Regions from separate parts of the Pan troglodytes genome. Here region 2 is linked to region 1. The links are chromatin contacts, called in public capture Hi-C maps. All regions are on one chromosome and are shown on one strand. Each heading gives the region's core, a stretch centred on a gene start, on an enhancer-like site or on the middle of the called end of the contact. The rest is flanking DNA. Distances are from core to core; before and after follow the strand shown. Region 1 holds the start of LOC112208359. Region 2 holds the start of ARL4C (ADP ribosylation factor like GTPase 4C).

Evidence for each region. Capture Hi-C pulls out chosen DNA fragments and counts their contacts.
Region 2: a contact with region 1 is called in a capture Hi-C map of stem cell-derived neural stem cells, with 5 times the contacts expected there. The contact joins the promoter of ARL4C here to the promoter of LOC112208359 in region 1. A contact is called at or near these places in 1 of 1 datasets of contacts at active chromatin or transcription factors (stem cell-derived excitatory neurons) and 1 of 1 other capture datasets (stem cell-derived neural stem cells).

The regions. Positions count from the first base shown.
Region 1 is chr13:136,512,413-136,518,437 of NHGRI_mPanTro3-v2.0_pri, reverse strand. LOC112208359 reads right to left here and starts at 3,320. Exons shown (of 2, transcript XM_024354753.2): 1 at 2,981-3,320; 2 at 2,484-2,827. The coding sequence starts at 3,320. The coding sequence ends at 2,484.
Region 2 is chr13:136,677,438-136,682,699 of NHGRI_mPanTro3-v2.0_pri, reverse strand. It overlaps ARL4C (ADP ribosylation factor like GTPase 4C), which reads left to right and starts at 2,766. Exons shown (of 1, transcript XM_001151934.7): 1 at 2,766-5,262. The coding sequence starts at 2,766. The coding sequence ends at 3,344.

The DNA.
Region 1 (6,025 bases), core at 2,071-4,570:
GACAGTGACCATAGGGCCAGAGAGACACGGGACAGTGGCTGTCTGGACAGACAGAGAGACATGAGACAGTGGCCATTGGGAAAGACAAACAGAAACAGGACAGTGGCCATCAGGACAGAGAGGCACGGGACAGAAGCCATCGGGTCAGATAGAGAGACACGGGACAGTGGCCATCGGGACAGACAGAGAGACATGGGGCAGCAGCAGTCCGAACAGAGAGACGCAGGGCACAAAACTGGCCCACTCCCAGCCCAGGATGCTTGACTGTGTACACAGCAATTTCATACCCCACCTCTATGGTCAGTGCTTGGCCAAGACAGTGTGATATCACAGTAAATGAAAGGAGAGGGAACCCGGAGGCATGAGGTTCTGTCTACTGATGACCATCACATGGGGAGGGGGGTGTATTTAAAACCTGAAATAAAATGAGCCGACTCTAAAGAGGTACTCATTCAGTGGAGCGTGGGCTGACGCAGATTTCTATTCAATTGCAATGTCGCAATTGAAGGTGAAGACTGAGCTGCAGACTGGAAGAAGTACATCAAGTTGGCGTCAAAGACCCCAGGCCACACCCTGGCTCTGTCAGTGACTCTCCTAGGAGCTTGGGACAGTCCCCAAACCCAGTGAAGCCCTACAAACTGCATCGTGGAAACTGGGAACCCTAATGCCCATTTCACCACATGACTCAAGATGAAATAAGGGTAAGTGAAGTAGTTGTCACTCAACCTTTTTAAATTAAAAGTTATTTGGAATTAAAGCTAATAAGACTGACTGATGCATTGAATGTGGGGAGGGAGGGAAAGAGGCAAAGGCTACCCAGGGGCCCTGGGCTTGGGTGAAGGGCCGAGAAGCACTGGAACTATTCAATGAACCTGGGGACACAGGAGGGGCAGATTGAGGTGTCCCGTGATTGCACAGGACAAGAGGAGGGTGATTCCTTCAAACTTCACTGCCCAAAGCCGAGGTCAGGTCATTTTGCTGGAGCAGCTCCTATTTCTTCCTGCAGCATTTTTTCTGTCTCTGAGATTTTTCTCTTTGATTCTGTGCACCGCACCCTTACTATGGAACATTCTGGAGGTCATTTCATCTTCAGGACTCCCCATCTTCTTCCCTGAGACTGCACCATAGCCGGCTCCTCCCCTCTGCCCCTCCCCTGTACCTCTCTCTGTCCCTCCCCTGTACTTCTCTCCCTCCCGCAGTGCTGACCTAGGAGGCTCTTGAATCTCCATGGAGGATCTCCATGTCAGAACCAGAGGGTGTGGCCTTGATAGGCAGAAGCAGAGGCTACAAACTCTCCCAGAAGAGGCTGCAGTATAAGGAAAGGCACAGTGTTGGGAAAGTACGAAAAAGTCTCAGAGACCGATTGATTAAACCCCGGGTTAATTTATTTACACTACTCAAACAGACAAAAAGCCTGTCACAGGGTCTAGAATGTCAAGCTGGCTGGTCAACAAGCTGTGTCTTGAGTCTTTCAGAAATGAAGGTGTTATCAGGCTGGGTGCGGTGGCTTATGCCTATAATCCCAGCACTTTGGGAGGCTGAGGTGGCTGGATTACTTGAGGCCAGGAGTTCAAGACCAGTCTGGCCAACGTGGCAAAACCCCATCTCTACTAAAAATACAAAAATTAGCTTGGCGTGGTGGCGCGTGCCTATGGTCCCAGCTACTCGGGAGGCTGAGGCACGAGAATCACTGGAACCCAGGGGGTAGAGGCTGTAGTGAGCCAAGACTGCACTCCAGCCTGGGTGGCAGAGTGAGACTCTATCTCAAAAAAAAAGATTTATCTTTTTTTATCTGTTGTTATCAAGTTGCTCAGGGAGGACAGGACACCTGGTACTGTTGTCCATTTAGACTATGGACCTGACTCTGAGTGATTCGGGCCTTCTCCTGAATCCTGACCTCTGAGCTGATTCTGCCACAAACCTGCAGGGTAAAATGAAATAACAAAACAACAGCAACACACACACACACACATGCACACACACAACAAAATGAAAAACTTGTCTAAGATTTAAGATAAAAAAATATTGTTTAGCCAGGCATGGTGTTGCTCCCTGGGCAACAGAGCGAGACTCCGTCTCAAAAAAAAAAAAAAATTGTCACTCATCAATGTGTGATGACTAAGTAACATTCACACTTAATTTCTGGGCTTGGGTGAAGGGCCAAGAAGCACTGGACCTATTCAATGAACCTTAATTTCTTATTGTGAGTAGGCACCATCTCAGCCTTATGAACAGGCTGCAATTTATCTGATGAAGAGATTATTTCTTAGAAGCATGACTAACTGGTGATTTTGGTATGATCCATGTTTTTTGGGAAAACCAGGGTCAAGAAAATAATTGAATGGTCACACGCAGTGGTCCTAGGCTACTGCCTACACCTGCTATTCCGGGAATTTCATTTGCTCATTGTGAAGTCTCTCTATTTCTTTTTCCTTTTCTTTTTTTTTAAACAACTGGTAATGAATTTATTTAAAATAGTTGACTTAAGCAACTGCAATGGTGACTTCCACCTCAACTCCTGGCTCATTACTGATGGAAGTCATCTGCCTAACAATCTCAGAAGGACTGTGCAAGTCAATGAGTCGCTTGTGGATTCCCATCTGGAAACCATCCCATGTCGTAGAACCTTCACCACAAGGAGTTTTTCTTGTAGTGATTCTCAAAGTCTTGCTAGGCATTCCAACTGGTCCTTTCACTTTGAGCTTTTTTTCCTTTGCTCCTCTGACCAAGTCAGCACACACCTTTTCCAGGGATTTTACATTGCGGCTCGTTAGAGTGATTCGAATTGGGTGAATTACCACCTCCAGCTCCACAGGTGTTTTTCCACCTTAAAAGCCATGGCTGCTGCACAGCTTCCTGGCCAACTTGTTCCTCAGCGAAAGCAAACAGCGGAGAGTCAGGAACAGGAGTGTGTGGATCAGCGACTATTTCAAGAGGGTTGTCTCAGCAGTGGTGGAGAACAATGTAGGCTCAGTGTCACCTACACCTGCCGTCTCCCTGCCTTCCTCCTGGGACCAGTGCTGTGAGCTGTCACTGGGGCAGAGCCTGGAAGCTGCTGTTGTTGCAGGGGGTCCCGGGGTCGGCTGCTCTTTGCCAGTGCCTACAGTGCCTGGGTTGAGGCTGCCAGTGCCTGGGCCTGAGACCTCCTGTAAGGCAATGTCCTCCATCCCTGCAGATGTCACAGACACCAGAGCAGGGCTCTGTGCCTCTGGGCCATGCGGCCACCCCTTAACAGGACAATACCCTGTTGGGGGCTCTGGGGATTTCATGATCAATAAACGCAGTCCCTCCCTTAAGGGCCTAGCAGGATCAATTGGCATAATCTGTGCTTTCACACAAACAGAGGGAGCACCCACCCCAGTTTTGTGGGTTCAAGGATCCCCAGGAGAGAGCCTGAGCTGTGAACATTGGGCTCGAGTTGTCCAGGTGAAAGGTAGAAAGAGGAGCGCCCTGCTGCAGAGACGCAGGTGAGGCCGGTCCCTGTCCTGCACTCACCTCTCCTCACGATGCAGGCCAAGTCTCAGGGGCAGGGCTCTGGCTGAGCTGAGGGGCGGACTGTGCTCAAAACAGCAGTTTCCCTCTGGGCCCTGGACTAAGGGGTACCCCCTGGCTCCCCGGCCTTCCCTGAGGGCCCTCAGTCCGCTGTGCAAACAGCCCCATAGTGCTCTCTGCAGGAGCTCCTGGAATACCAGGTCCACTGCCTTGGGGGTTCCCCGGCTGAATCCAGCCCTCTGCAGGTCCCCAGTGCCCCTCCCTCCAGAGTGCACTTGTTAATATACACAGCACACAGGTAGGAAAGTCCTGTGTAAGGAGTTCTGGCTCGATATTTTTCTTAATGTAGACTTTGCATCTTTATTAAAACATCTTTTATCAACATCTTCCAATTTCACCATTTTCCCCCAGGCTTGCTTTTATGAGAGTAAAATCAGAGACACTCATACCCCGTGGCCTTCCTTGCACACTTGATCTTCTCTGGCAGTGACCGGCATCATCATTGACCCTCTACACATGCCAGGAAATGGGACTGTCCTGGCATCCAGTTTCCACCTCCAAGGATCCTCACGGGCAACACTATTGTGATTTTGGTCCTGATAATTGGTGGGGATGGTCTGTGCATTGCAGGTGTGTTGAACGGCTCCCCTGGCCTCTACCTACCAAGTGCCAGCAGCACTTCTCTCTGGTTGTGACAACCAAAAAGTTCTCCAGAATCTGGAGGGTTCAGTCACCCCCAATTGAGATGCACTGAATGATCTTTATCTTCTAGATCTGTTCACTTTTCTTTAATGCCACCTTCACCACTCCATCAGGTGCCCTCGCTGGCAGCTCCATTTCCAGTCTCATCCCCTCTATATCTCATTTGCTATCCCTTCTGTAGCCATGTTCATTTTTTGTGTTTTTTTTTTTGTTTTTTTTTTGAGATGGAGTCTTGCTCTGTCACCCAGGCTGGAGTGCAGTGGCATGATCTCTGCTCACTGCAACCTCCGCCTCCTGGTTTCAAACCATTCTCCTGCCTCAGCCTCCAGAGTAGCTGGGACTACAGCATGTGCTACCACGCTTGGCTAATTTTTTGTATTTTTAGTAGAGATGGGGTTTCACCGTGTTAGCCAGGATGATCTGTCCATTTTTCTAACCTTGTCCGATCATGTCACCTTTTGCTTAAAATGTTTCAGTAGGTTCTCATTGCCCCTAAGTCAAAGGACCATATCATTTGCATAGACCCAAAACCACACGTGGTGAGACACCACATCCCCCCGGCTTCGTCGTGCCCCCTGCCCTTCATGCTCGTGGTCTTTGAGCATCAGGTGCTCTTGTTCTCAGGCTCTTCCTTCATGTGGAAGGCTCTCCTCTCTCCTGTTTATCATTTAATTTAGTTGACAGGACGGAGAATGTGACTTCATTCCCTACCATCATCCTTATTCCTGCACTCTGCACCCAGGGCCTTTTTTTTTTTTTTTTTTTTTTTCCTTTTTTTGAGACACAGTCTCACTCTGTCACTCAGGCTGGAGTGCAGTGGCATGATCTTGGCTCACTGCAACCTGCACCTCCTAGGTTCAAGCGATTTTTCTGCCTCAGCCTCCCAAGTAGCTGGGATTACAGGCACTGACCACCACACCCAGCAACTTTTTTTTTTTTTTGTATTTTTAGTAGAGATGGGGTTTTACCATGTTGGTCAGGCTAGTCTCAAACTCCCGACCTCAAGCAATCCACCGGCCTTGGCCTCCCAAAGTGCTGGAATGACAGGCGTGAGCCACCACACCAGGCCTGCACCCAGGGCCTTTCTACCCCAGCACCGTTCACATTATTGTGGGTGGAGGGGGAGGCAGAGAGAGAAGGCAGGATTCTCCAGTGAAACATGCTTGGGAGCTGTTGAAGCATCATGCTGTGTGCAATGGCTCATGCCTGTAATCCCAGCTACTCAGGAGGCTGAGGTGGGATCATATGAGCCCAGGAATTCAAGACCAGTCTGGGCAACATAGTGAGTCCCTGTCTATAAAAGAAAAAAAGTTCACCCAGGGTCGTTTCCAAACAAATGGCCTTTGTTTGCAAATCTTCACAGGTTAATTTGGTTTCAGTCCAGATACAAGTTTGGAAGAAGAGAAATGCTAATTTTGTCTGAATTGCTAAGAATGAAGGAGTCTTCAAAGTCACAGACTGATGAAGTTATGAGTAACCAATGAGCAGAAGGTGGGCCCTTAAGGGGCAAGCAGGCTGCACCTGAACGAGACACCCGACAAGACACACCTGAGCAGGCTCTGGGCTCCATGGTTGGAGTGATGGGGCAGCTGATCCCCACCCAAGCCATGGCACGTGGTGTCCTAGGTCGATCCGGTGCATTCAAGGACTTAATTATAATTTTTAATATTTTCCTTAAAACATATTTATTGTTCCTTTATTGTATAACTACATATTTATGGCCCCAAATTTGAAAATAACACAAAATAGAAGCAAATTAAAATCACTTATAATTTTGCCTCACAGAGTATCTGTTGATAATTTGGTTCATTTCCTTTAAAAAAATATTAGG
Region 2 (5,262 bases), core at 1,517-4,016, 160 kb before region 1:
AGGCATTAAAGAGAGTCAAGAAAATCACTCCAAAAACACAAAATCCTGTCTCCCCAGGGTTCCCAATAACGGAAACATCATCATTATGAATTATGCCAACATACGTTGTTTCTGTTGCCTCACTAGAGTTGCTCTTTTGGTGACAGATCCTGGATTCTTCTTGGAGAACCACCCTTCCTGATTTCAACCCCTAGGCCACATCCACTGGTGTGTTCCCTCCTCCTGGACAGCAGTCCTTGATCCAGGGTGCGTGCTCCAGGCTTTGGTTAGAGTTATTGGGAAAGAGTTGTACCTTTTCCTTTCCAGGATCTAAACCAAGGATGTGAGTCCAAGGCTGCCAGAAAGAAAAAGAATCAACACAGGGGAACACGGAGGAGGACTGGAGAGACACCTGCTCTAAAGACTCCTTTTGAGCTCCTGGGTCTAGCCATGCCTGAAGAGGACCTTTATCCTTAACTTTTCAGTGATGTCAGTGAATACATTTCCATTTTTATTTAAAATGAAGTAAGTGGCACAGTGCAGCCAATATCTTCTGTTGAACTCTATCCTTCGCGTGGCTCACTTTATTCCTCATTGAAGGAAACAGCGTGTGGGAAGAGTGGGGTGTGAGGAAGAGGGCAGGCAGGTGCCCAGTTTTGTGCATACAGACCCTTGGTCCTGGGGCAGGCAGTGGGCCTCTAGGTTCTGCCTTAGCCGTCACGTCACGGGCGCCTAGGCCTTGTTACCTCACTGGACAGCATTGGGCGGAATGATAGGCAGGGTCCTTTCCAGCCTGATACTTCGTTTCCAGCCCCAAATCCACTCAGTAGAGTGGATGGTCGCTCCGGCTGCCGCCTTGGGAATTCCAAGGATAGGGGTGGTGGTGGCTTGTCCTTCCTTCTACAGGTGAGGTCTTCTCACATGCTTTGGTACCAACGATATCATATATCTTTTCGTGGTTTGTGAACGGAAGGTGATAAAGTATTTCTCTAAAATTCTAGCTTTTATTCATAAATTCTTAGCATTTTCATTTTCTTCCCCCTTGACTCCGTTTCCATCGTTTCTGTCTCATAAGCTAGAGCTGGGAAGATGCGGTCGCCCATGCTGCGGCCTGCTGTCTCCTGCGGAGCAGCTCTCCCCAGATCTGTGTGTTTGCCATAATATACTCTCACTTTTCTCCGCACCCAGAGAGGATACACATTTGTTACATGTTTACAAACCAGAATAAAACCATTGAACTGAGGTGACAGGAGGTGGAACCCGTGGAATATCAGTGTTTGTAACCCACTGTGCCACCAGCTCCAAGCTGTAGACACATTTTCTTTCAGCCCCCGGGGCTGGTGTTGCCATTTCTGCGGAGTCGTTCACCTGCGGGCAGGTGGTTCTCAGTTCCCAAAGTCGGGGGGGCAAGGGGTGCTCTCCCGAAATGCTGACGCTTCCCCTGGGATGTCAGCAGAGTCGATGCGGACGAAATGAGGCAGCCCAGGCGTGTCTGGGAGGGTGAGCTGTCCGAGTTACTCGGGGCAGGTAGGTCTTCTAATCCCCCATCGCGGCCTAGGTCCGACCCTGCCCCAACCGCCGCCACCGGGCAAGAAAGGCTGGGCCTCCAGGGTGCCCTGGGCACAGGCCTGGGCTCCGGAGGGCGGCGCTGGCCGGGTGCAGCCCCCTGGAACCCAGGCAGGAGGCGAGCCTGGGCGTCACTGGGGGCCGGGGCCGGCGACAGCCGCGGCGCGAGGGTGGGAGGGGACGCGCCCGGCTGGATCCAGAGCGCAGGCTGGCAGCTCACCGAGGCCAGCCCCGTCCCGTCCCTTCTGGGGTTTGGAGGCCCCAGCCTCGCCGCCCTCACTCCCCAGAGCGGCGCTCTCCCAGTCACCCTGGGGGCCGCCCTGCCCCGCCTCGCGCCCACAGAGCTGGGACCCCGGGACCCACGCCCTCAGGCAGGCTGCGTCGCCCACGCCTGCGGCCCGGCGGGGCAGGGCGCGGGCTAGGACCCGGGCGGGGGTTCCGGGAGCCGAGAGCTATTTTTGCAAACGCGTCAGCCGCTGGGGAGGAAGAGCCGGCTCCGCGCCCATTGTGTCTGCGCGGCGCGGCGCGGCGCGGGAGGGGCCGGGGGGCGGCGGGGACGCAGCGAAGCGCGCGAAAACCGCGGGCTGGGCGGGGAGGACCGCGCCTGACCCCCGGCGGCGGGCGGGGCGGGGCCCGGGGCGGGGCAGGGGGCGGGTCCGGGGAGGGGCGCGAGGGGGCGGGTCCGGGAGCCCTCCGGCCGCTGCAGGCTGGCGGCTGCTGCGGCGGCGCGGGGACTGCGGGGACTGTGAGGCGGCCGAGCGGACAGCGACTCCCGGGGAAGCCCGCGCCCCGGGAGCGGGAGCAGGAGCAGGAGCAGCGCCGTCCCAGGCCAGAAGCCAGCGCCGGGCGCCGGGAGAGGGGAGAGCCCGGGCAGCTGCCGGAGCGCGGGGGCGCGGCCCGAGGAAACCACAGAGCGAGCCCAGGCCTGGGGAGGGCGCCGGGCGCGAGCCTCCTGCGCCGAACATCTGAGGCGGCTTCGCGGGAGACAAAGCCGGGCGTAGACGCGATGCCCGCCGATCGCGAGCCCGGCCGGCGAGGGCGCGGGGACTGCGGCGTCTGAGCGCGCCAAGCCGTGCGCCCGCGGGGACGCCGAGCCCCGGGGCCGGTGCGGGCGGCGGCGGGCGGGGCCCAGGTGCGCCCGGCCGCGTCGGGCCCGTGACTGCTCGGGGGGCGGCGCCCTCCCGCCGCAGCCGCAGCGGCCGGCGCCGCAGCCAGGAGCCATGGGCAACATCTCCTCTAACATCTCGGCCTTCCAGTCCCTGCATATCGTCATGTTGGGCTTGGACTCGGCCGGCAAGACCACGGTGCTCTACCGGCTCAAGTTCAACGAGTTCGTGAACACGGTGCCCACCATCGGCTTCAACACCGAGAAGATCAAGCTGAGCAACGGCACGGCCAAGGGCATCAGCTGCCACTTCTGGGACGTGGGCGGCCAGGAGAAGCTGCGGCCGCTGTGGAAGTCCTACAGCCGCTGCACGGACGGCATCATCTACGTGGTGGACTCGGTGGACGTGGACCGGCTGGAGGAGGCCAAGACGGAGCTGCACAAGGTGACCAAGTTCGCCGAGAACCAGGGCACGCCGCTGCTGGTCATCGCCAACAAGCAGGACCTGCCCAAGTCGCTGCCGGTGGCCGAGATCGAGAAGCAGCTGGCGCTGCACGAGCTTATCCCGGCCACCACCTATCACGTCCAGCCGGCGTGCGCCATCATCGGCGAGGGCCTCACCGAGGGCATGGACAAGCTCTATGAGATGATCCTGAAACGCAGGAAGTCCCTCAAGCAGAAGAAGAAGCGGTAATGCGCCCGGAGCGACCGGGGAGCGAGCGAGTGCGTCAAGAAAGAATGGATGGGTGGATGGATGGATGGATGGATGGATGGATGGATGGATGAGCGAGAACCCGCGCCCGCGAACAAAGAGCGAACCAAAGCGATGCTTCGAATTTTTAAAACGGAATCTCTGCACCCAAATGCAGGACTGGTGACTTAAGGAGCTGCGAAGTCTGATTTACCGGCCTGCTCTCGACCTGCCCCCCACCCCCAGCTCAGGGGACCTTTTGTCTGAACGCCAGAGCTACTGACCAGGTCGGGGGGCCGCGGTGGGGAGTGGAAGAGCCGGTCCTGCTGTCCGCCCTCCCAGCCCCAGGTGGAAGGCTCAGTTGTCGGAAAGACAAAAGCGATTTCTTCCCACTCCTGCAGGGCCAGAAGTTCAGGCTGCCCCGCCCCCACTGGGGGATCGCACCTGTGAATTACCTGAGGTATGCATTTCCCAGAACCGTGGGCGTACCCACCTTGGGGGGCATGTTGGTTCTGGGGGGACCACGTCTCCTTGCATTCAGGGGCTGTGAAGCTGAGTAATTTTCGGTCACAGGGCAGGCCCCTGTTGAAATTTCATTTGTCCTGCTCTGGACCCAAAGGTGGTGGTGGTTTGGGTCATCAGAGGACTGCCTGGGACGGCTCAGCGGGCACGGAGCGCTGTGCTGGCCTGGCTGGGGATGGCCGCGGAGGTGCCCTTTTCCTGGTGCTTTGTGGTGGCTGCAGAAGACCAGTTTTGTTGAGAACTGCTTTTCAGCCTGGAATCAGACATCTTCCAGATGGTTTGGACCCTGTCCATGTGTAGGTCATTATCACACAAAGAGACCAATAAAAATAAAAAATAAAAAAAAAGACGAACTATTGGAGGTGGTGGCCAATGATGCATTTACTGTTTGCAGGATAGTTAAAGGTGTTTAAAGGGTAAGGCTTCTGGTGTAAATGCTGGATGGGGTGTGTGTGTGTGTGGTTATAGGGACCTCCCTCTGTACTGTGTAATCGGCATTAATACCTAGACTCATATGTATGGAATTTTAAATTCTCTTAGCCTACTGATTGGTTTGGATGAGCACACCAGCTGCAGGTGTGTGCTGAATTGCAAGATGGTATTTTTTTTTTTTTTTAACCAAGGGATGTCTCTTGTAATACTAACCGCGTGATAATGGGTTTTCAGACATGTTGGAAAAAAAAAAAAAAACTTTTACAAATGAATACTTACCTTAGAAATATTCACCTTAGGAAAAAAGACTTTGCTCTGCCCTTTTATATTCCTTTATGCTGCAAGTGGCGACATGTTCAGATTTCTAATTTGGTTCATTGTGGCCTATCTGGTTTAAGTATTTCATTAAAAATGTCTCGTTAGAGTATTTGATGTCATGCACCAAAAAAATAAAACCCCACCTTGTTGCAAAAGCTGACCTCGTTGCATGGAATTAAAAGAGAAGGAAAAACACAAGGATGAAGTCTTTCCGAATTCATTCTTGTAGGAACTGGCCTTCGGAGCCAGCCAGCACTTTGGGCAAATGCAAACAACAATGAGTGCTTGAGATAAAAGAAAGTGTGACGTCATGGTCACTGGTACTCAGGCACTTCACAGTTTACTTGAAAGAGGCTTTGGAAAATAGATAAAGTGAAAGAAGAATAAATACATATTTTTAATAATGTAATTTTAAAAATCCTTTATAATCAGGACTGAGTCTTGGTTTGCAGAAGCTGTCATTTACCCTGAAACACAGTATCAAAAGGGGAAACTTAAAACATACTGTTTGATTTTTTTATTTCCTCTTACAATCCATGTTTTCAGGTAGAATTATGACTTTCCCCCCATTGTTACACATTTCTTTACAAAGGAGGCCTGTAGAAATTGGACACGATCATGCTTGAGCATGTGAGTTAGTCAAATTATG